Linked DNA regions of Mus musculus: region 1 is linked to region 2. The links are chromatin contacts, called in public promoter capture Hi-C maps. All regions are on one chromosome and are shown on one strand. Each heading gives the region's core, a stretch centred on a gene start, on an enhancer-like site or on the middle of the called end of the contact. The rest is flanking DNA. Distances are from core to core; before and after follow the strand shown.

Region 1 (2,700 bases), core at 51-2,550, 650 kb after region 2:
TAATCCGATCCCAGAAGCTAAGTAGAGCCGGGCCTGGCTAGCTTGGATGGGCCACGAAGTCCCTGGGAAGAGCCGCTCTTCCTGGGGAGCTCAGTAAGAGATGTGACCCGGGGAGAAAAGAGGCAGAGTAGACGCAGTGTGAACAGGAACCTGGGCAGCCAAGGAAGTAATGCTTCACAGAGTTTCTCTGCAGAAAGGCCCCATTGGTTGCCTCCATAGCCTTCCTCGGAGCCTTCACAGCTTACATACTGAGTGTTTAAGTGCTTACACACACACACACACACACACACACACACACACACTCACATTGAAATCCCAGTGGGACACTACAGTCTTGATGGTATCTCTCTTAAAGTGAGGAAGAAAAAAAAAAACAAAACAACAACAAAAAGAAAAATGGAGCTTAGAGGATCCCAAGCAGAGAGACTGACATATATAAAGAGCATGGAATGGTTAAGAAATTCCAGGGGACACCTTAGTCTTGGTGGCAGACACTAAACAGGAAGCGGCAGTGTAGGTCGGGCGTAAAAGTCCTGAGCATGAAAGCATGCATCTGGATTTTATGAGAGAGAAGGAGTTTTTGAAGCCGTTTACTGCAGGAGCCAGCTTGTGTTCTGCCTGATCTCTCACTTCCTGTGAGTGCTTAGGTAGGAGATGATACGGGTAGGAGGCAGAAATCCTGGCCTAGAAAGCCAGGACGCAAGGTTTGAGGGCCTGGTTGAAGCTAAGCAGACACTGTATACTGTATTTCTCTTAAATTGGATTATAGTCTCTCTCTTTTTATTCTGAATTAAGCTGTAATGGAATTTTTTTGTTTGTTTTATGTCTTTCCAAGGCTGAGTCTTTTTTTGTTTGTTTGTTGTTTTGTTTTGTTTTTTCTCTGTGTAGCCCTGGCTGTCCTGGAACTCACTCTGTAGACCATGTTGGCCTCAAACTCTGCCTCCCAAGTGCTGGGATTAAAGGCGTGCGCCACCAGTGCTCCGCCCCCAAAGCTGAGTCTTAAGGGAGTGCAGTCTGGCTTCAAACTACACAGCCAACGCTGGCCTTGAACTCACAGTTCTCCACCATACCCAGTGTGGGTAAAAATCAATAAAGCGTGTGAGGCCGGTGACTAAGCCACTACAAAAGAGCAAAGGTAAAAATAATGAGAGCTGTTAATGCAGCTTCACGTGCCCGTTGTACTGTTTTGTAGTATCCGGGGGATTTCCAAGTTCACCCTCAGTTACTCCTCCTAGCAACCCGAGGAGGTGGTGTCTTACTCCCAAACTTCAGGTGAGGGTATGACTACAAAGGAGTTGAGGATCTTCCCCATGACCAGCAGGAAGGGCAGCAGGACTCCAGGGACCTTGCTCTTCACGAGGTAGCAGGTGAGCACAGCCAAAGGCAGAGAAGGCCAGCTTGGACTGGAGTGGGCGTGGCCGGAGTAAAAGGGCCAAACCAAGCGGAGCCAAGACGAGCTTAGACTCAACGGCCCCCAGCTTGAAAAGGAAAGTATCTTCCGTAGAATTGTTCTGCCGGATACAAGCTCCGGGAAGTTTAACTATTTGGTGTTTGCTTCCAAACCAAACCAAACAAACAGAAAACCCCGCGGCGCTGTGGAAAGCGCGGAGGCCAGGTGATCACCCTATTTCCGGCGGGGGAGCCGGATTGGCCCTCCTATGCAGTGCCGGATGCCATGGCAACCAGACACAAGATGACTCTCCAGAACTGGCGCCACCTCCCCTGAGGCCTTGGCCTTGCTGTCCTCCAGGGTGATTGCCTAGTCAGGAGGGGAGAGGAGCAGCCACACCTCTGCCTGCCGGGACTCTGCTCTCTCTGCCTAGTAAAATTCCGGTGCTTCCTAAATCTCACGGGCCATCAAGAGTAGCAGCCCTGAGAAGTTGGGCGAAGGGAAAAAAAAAGCAAAAAACAAAATCCAAAATACGCTCAGGGGCTATCAAGGCACTTTGAATCAAAAACTTGGTGGCGACTCCAGCCGTGTGTAATCAGCAAGCCAGGGGCTTCTCTGTCGCATGCTCTAAATGGCAAGCCTGCTCCACACAGCGATTTCCCTGATTCTGGCCCAAAGTACAACCCTCCTCTTTCTTGAGCTCAGATGTTCTCAATGGGTCCTTATTGAAGCAGAATCAAGCCCCGAGCCTCTCCAACATCCAAGGCATTTCACAACGTTACCTTCTGGGAGACTCTGCCCGTGACTCATCCAGACAGTCACCAGCTTATCTTTCCTGAAACGCGTCCTGTTTCCAGGCTTGTGTTCTTGCTGTTTCATTTGCCTGGAATTTCCAGTCTTTCCTTCTGATTCCCTTTTGACCAAGATTTGAAGTTTCCCTTCCAGGAAATCTTCTTGGAATGCTTCCAGCTTCCTGGAAGTTCCAAGTCTATCCCCTCAGCCCAGGGATGAGCACTGATAGCCGTTGGATTTTGTTATAAGCAAAATTGTGGCATCACCAAGTTCATGTTGACTGACTGGCTGGCATCTAGTACTTCAGAACTGGGCTGTACTTGGAAGTAGGGGCTGTTTAGAAGTTGTTATGGAGGCTGGGGAGGTGGCTCAGTTAGTAGTGTTTGTCTTGCCTGTACCTTGAAACTGAATTTGATCCTCAGAATACATGTAGAAGCAGACATCATCATGGTGGTACACACATGAAACTCCTCCAGTGTCAGAGGCAGAGTCAGGGAGATCCCTGTGGCTCTGTGGCC
Region 2 (2,700 bases), core at 134-2,633:
ACACTGTATAGAGTGGATCAAACAAGTTATGAGACACATTGGTGTATAATCTCCTTCCTGGATTTTCCAGGGGGACAATGGCTCAAAAATCCCGTAAGTGCTATTTGAGTTATTATAAGCAGAAATGCCCATGCTTTATTAAATTGAATGAACTACCAGACTATATGTAACACTAGTACGGCTACACAGAGTTTAGTGTTAATTTTGGATTGAAAAAAAAAAAAAAACTATTTGGAGGGGGAGGGTGAAGGGGATAGGGGATTTTCGGAGGGGAAACTAGGAAAGGGGATAACATTTGAAATGTAAATAAAGAAAATAATCTAATAAAAAAGTTAATAAATCCCTAGACAGCAATATTTAAAAAAAAACTATTTGGATTATACTGGTTCTGCTTCCTTGTATAGAGTTTGAGTGACTGACATCTAAGTTAATATTTTTTTTAGCAGCTATTAATAGGTCCGAAACATCTTGAGGACTTGAATTTTTCCCTAATCTATAAAATGCTGTCACATCTACAATCCGTGATATTGACTCTTCTGCCATTAGACCACAGAACACACACATCTAGCAGGAGGACCGTCAGAATTAGATTATCTTCAGGAATATAGATACTAAAGGATCTTAAAAGACAGCATCTTTTAAGTCTAGCACCTGAGAAAATATGATGTCTGGAGAGAACCTACTGCTTTTAGCAAAACACAATTGCTGAGATTTCACAGAAAGACAAAGAAACTTTAAAAGTCCGTCCAGTTTTTTGTCCTCCAAAGGCTCTTGGTGATGAGCGCGGGAATGACTCTTGCTAAGCAACTTCGGAGCCACTGTCGGGACTCACTCCTCGCTGCCCTGGGCAGGGTTCTCCCGGGTGGACAGTGGCAGGGCACGACCTCAGGGGTGCTGCAAGCAGCCCACCGGGGATGCGAAGGGCCGGCCCTGGAGAGCGAGCAGCGTGCTTGTGGGCCAGCGGCCGCCCTGGGATGGAGGAGTGCCTGGGTCAGACGAGGGCGCCGCCACTCACCCAGGTTGATGACCTTGAGCGCGGTGAAGAAGCGGTCCTGCGGGGCCAGGTCCTGCCAGGGCGCCTTGGAGCAGTGGTACTTGATGAAGGGGAAGCAGCCGGTGCGCAGGACGTGGTAGTTGGCGCCCAGCACCGGCCAATTGAAGTGCGACAGGCCGAACTGGTCGTTGTGGACCGCACTGTAGGGCACGCAGAAGGAAGTCCAGTGCGGCAGCCGCCGCTGCAGCAGGTGCTGCGTCAGCACCTCCGAGGCGCGGGGCTTCGGGCGGGAGGCGGCGCCCGAGGCCCAGGGCCGGCACAGCAGCAGCCGCAGCGTAGCCTCGTGGGCCCTCCGCAGGGCCTCCATGGCCGGGGCACGCCGGGGAGCCGGCCCTGGGCCCCTGGGGCCGGGCCTCTGGGGGCGGGGTCAGGCGAGTGTGCGCATGCGTGTTCCCCTCACCACCCTAGGCCAGGGCGGGGGACACCCAGCGGGCAGCGCGCGGGTGAGAGCGCCTTGAGGTGCGGCGCGTGCGCACAGGACGGGACGGGAGGGCGGAGCGACTGCGCAGATCAGGAAAATTGTCACCTCTGGCCTCAGGTAACCTCGGAGCAGGGAGACAATGTTAAAACAATCCTCCACAGCGACAAACCCGGTCTGGCTGTCAGGCGCTGGGCTCCAGGGAAATCCTCAGGGATGCTGAGGTGCTTGAGGTGTGCACAGGAAAGTGAGCTGACACCAAGGCCTGGCCTTTGCCCGGGCTGGACGCTTGGTGACCTCAGACTGCACGTATGTGCAGATGTCCTCACAGTCGTGTTCACTGTCCAGACTGAATCCTACCTAGATAGTGCAAGATAGGGTCCCAAGCCAGATGTGGCGCTTGCCTGGAATCACAGCCCTGAAAAGGCTGAGATGTGAGGATGGGGAGGTGGAGGCCAGCCTGGGCTACATAGAAGAGCAAGTCTCAACTGCCTCCCTGTCCCCGCACCACCACCCCCAAAACCCGAAAAGCAGTCCTATGTTTTCTCATTTAGTGCCCTAAAGCTCAGAAAAACTTCCCTCCTGAGAACACAGTAAATACTAGGACCGGAATTGGCAGTCACCAACCTTTAACAATCTCAGTTACCCATGAAAGTGTAAGGGAAGCATTTCTCAGACTTTCTGCTAGCATACAACCTCATGTCTAAAGTATCATTACTCTTATATGTCCTCAATTTTTGTGGGGAGAATGAGTAAATAGGATGAGGTTTCTGGAAAGTACCATATGCAAATGAAGTAATTCTCTGTGTTGGAACTATATAACAATTATTTGCTGAAAATTCAAGAAGGATGTAGAATAGTGTGATGTTTAAAGAAGATTTGTTTATTTTGTGTATACAAGTGCTCCATTTTCATGCACACCAGAAGAGGAAATCAGATCCCATTACAGATGGTTGTGAGTCACCATGTGGTAGCTGGGAATTGAACTCAGGTCCTCTGGAAGGGCAGCCAATGCTCTTAACCACTGAGCCATCTCTCCAGCAACATTTTTGTTTTTATAGTCACCAGTTTTGGGTTAGTCAACATTGAGTTCATTCCACAAATATGTTAAATATTTAGGGGGGTTTTGCAGTCATGCAAATAGTTTGAACTTTATAAGATTCTCTATTAGATATCGATTTTTAAAGAAAGATTAGGTGAAGTCATGATATATTTGATATGCAGAATA

What was found. Promoter capture Hi-C pulls out the DNA fragments that hold promoters and counts their contacts.
Region 1: a promoter capture Hi-C map of erythroid cells shows a contact between it and region 2, with 37 times the contacts expected there. The contact joins the promoter of 1110036E04Rik here to the promoter of 2300009A05Rik in region 2. A contact is called at or near these places in 1 of 39 promoter capture datasets (erythroid cells), 1 of 484 Hi-C or Micro-C datasets (embryonic stem cells) and 1 of 115 datasets of contacts at active chromatin or transcription factors (extraembryonic endoderm stem cells).

What each region holds. Positions count from the first base shown.
Region 1 is chr9:64,048,529-64,051,228 of GRCm38.p6, forward strand. 1110036E04Rik (RIKEN cDNA 1110036E04 gene) reads left to right here and starts at 1,301. Exons shown (of 3, transcript NR_040713.1): 1 at 1,301-1,367.
Region 2 is chr9:63,397,861-63,400,560 of GRCm38.p6, forward strand. 2300009A05Rik (RIKEN cDNA 2300009A05 gene) reads right to left here and starts at 1,384. Exons shown (of 2, transcript NM_027090.1): 1 at 1,016-1,384. The coding sequence starts at 1,361. It overlaps Gm16759 (a long non-coding RNA gene), which reads left to right and starts at 1,457. Exons shown (of 5, transcript XR_003948339.1): 1 at 1,457-1,592.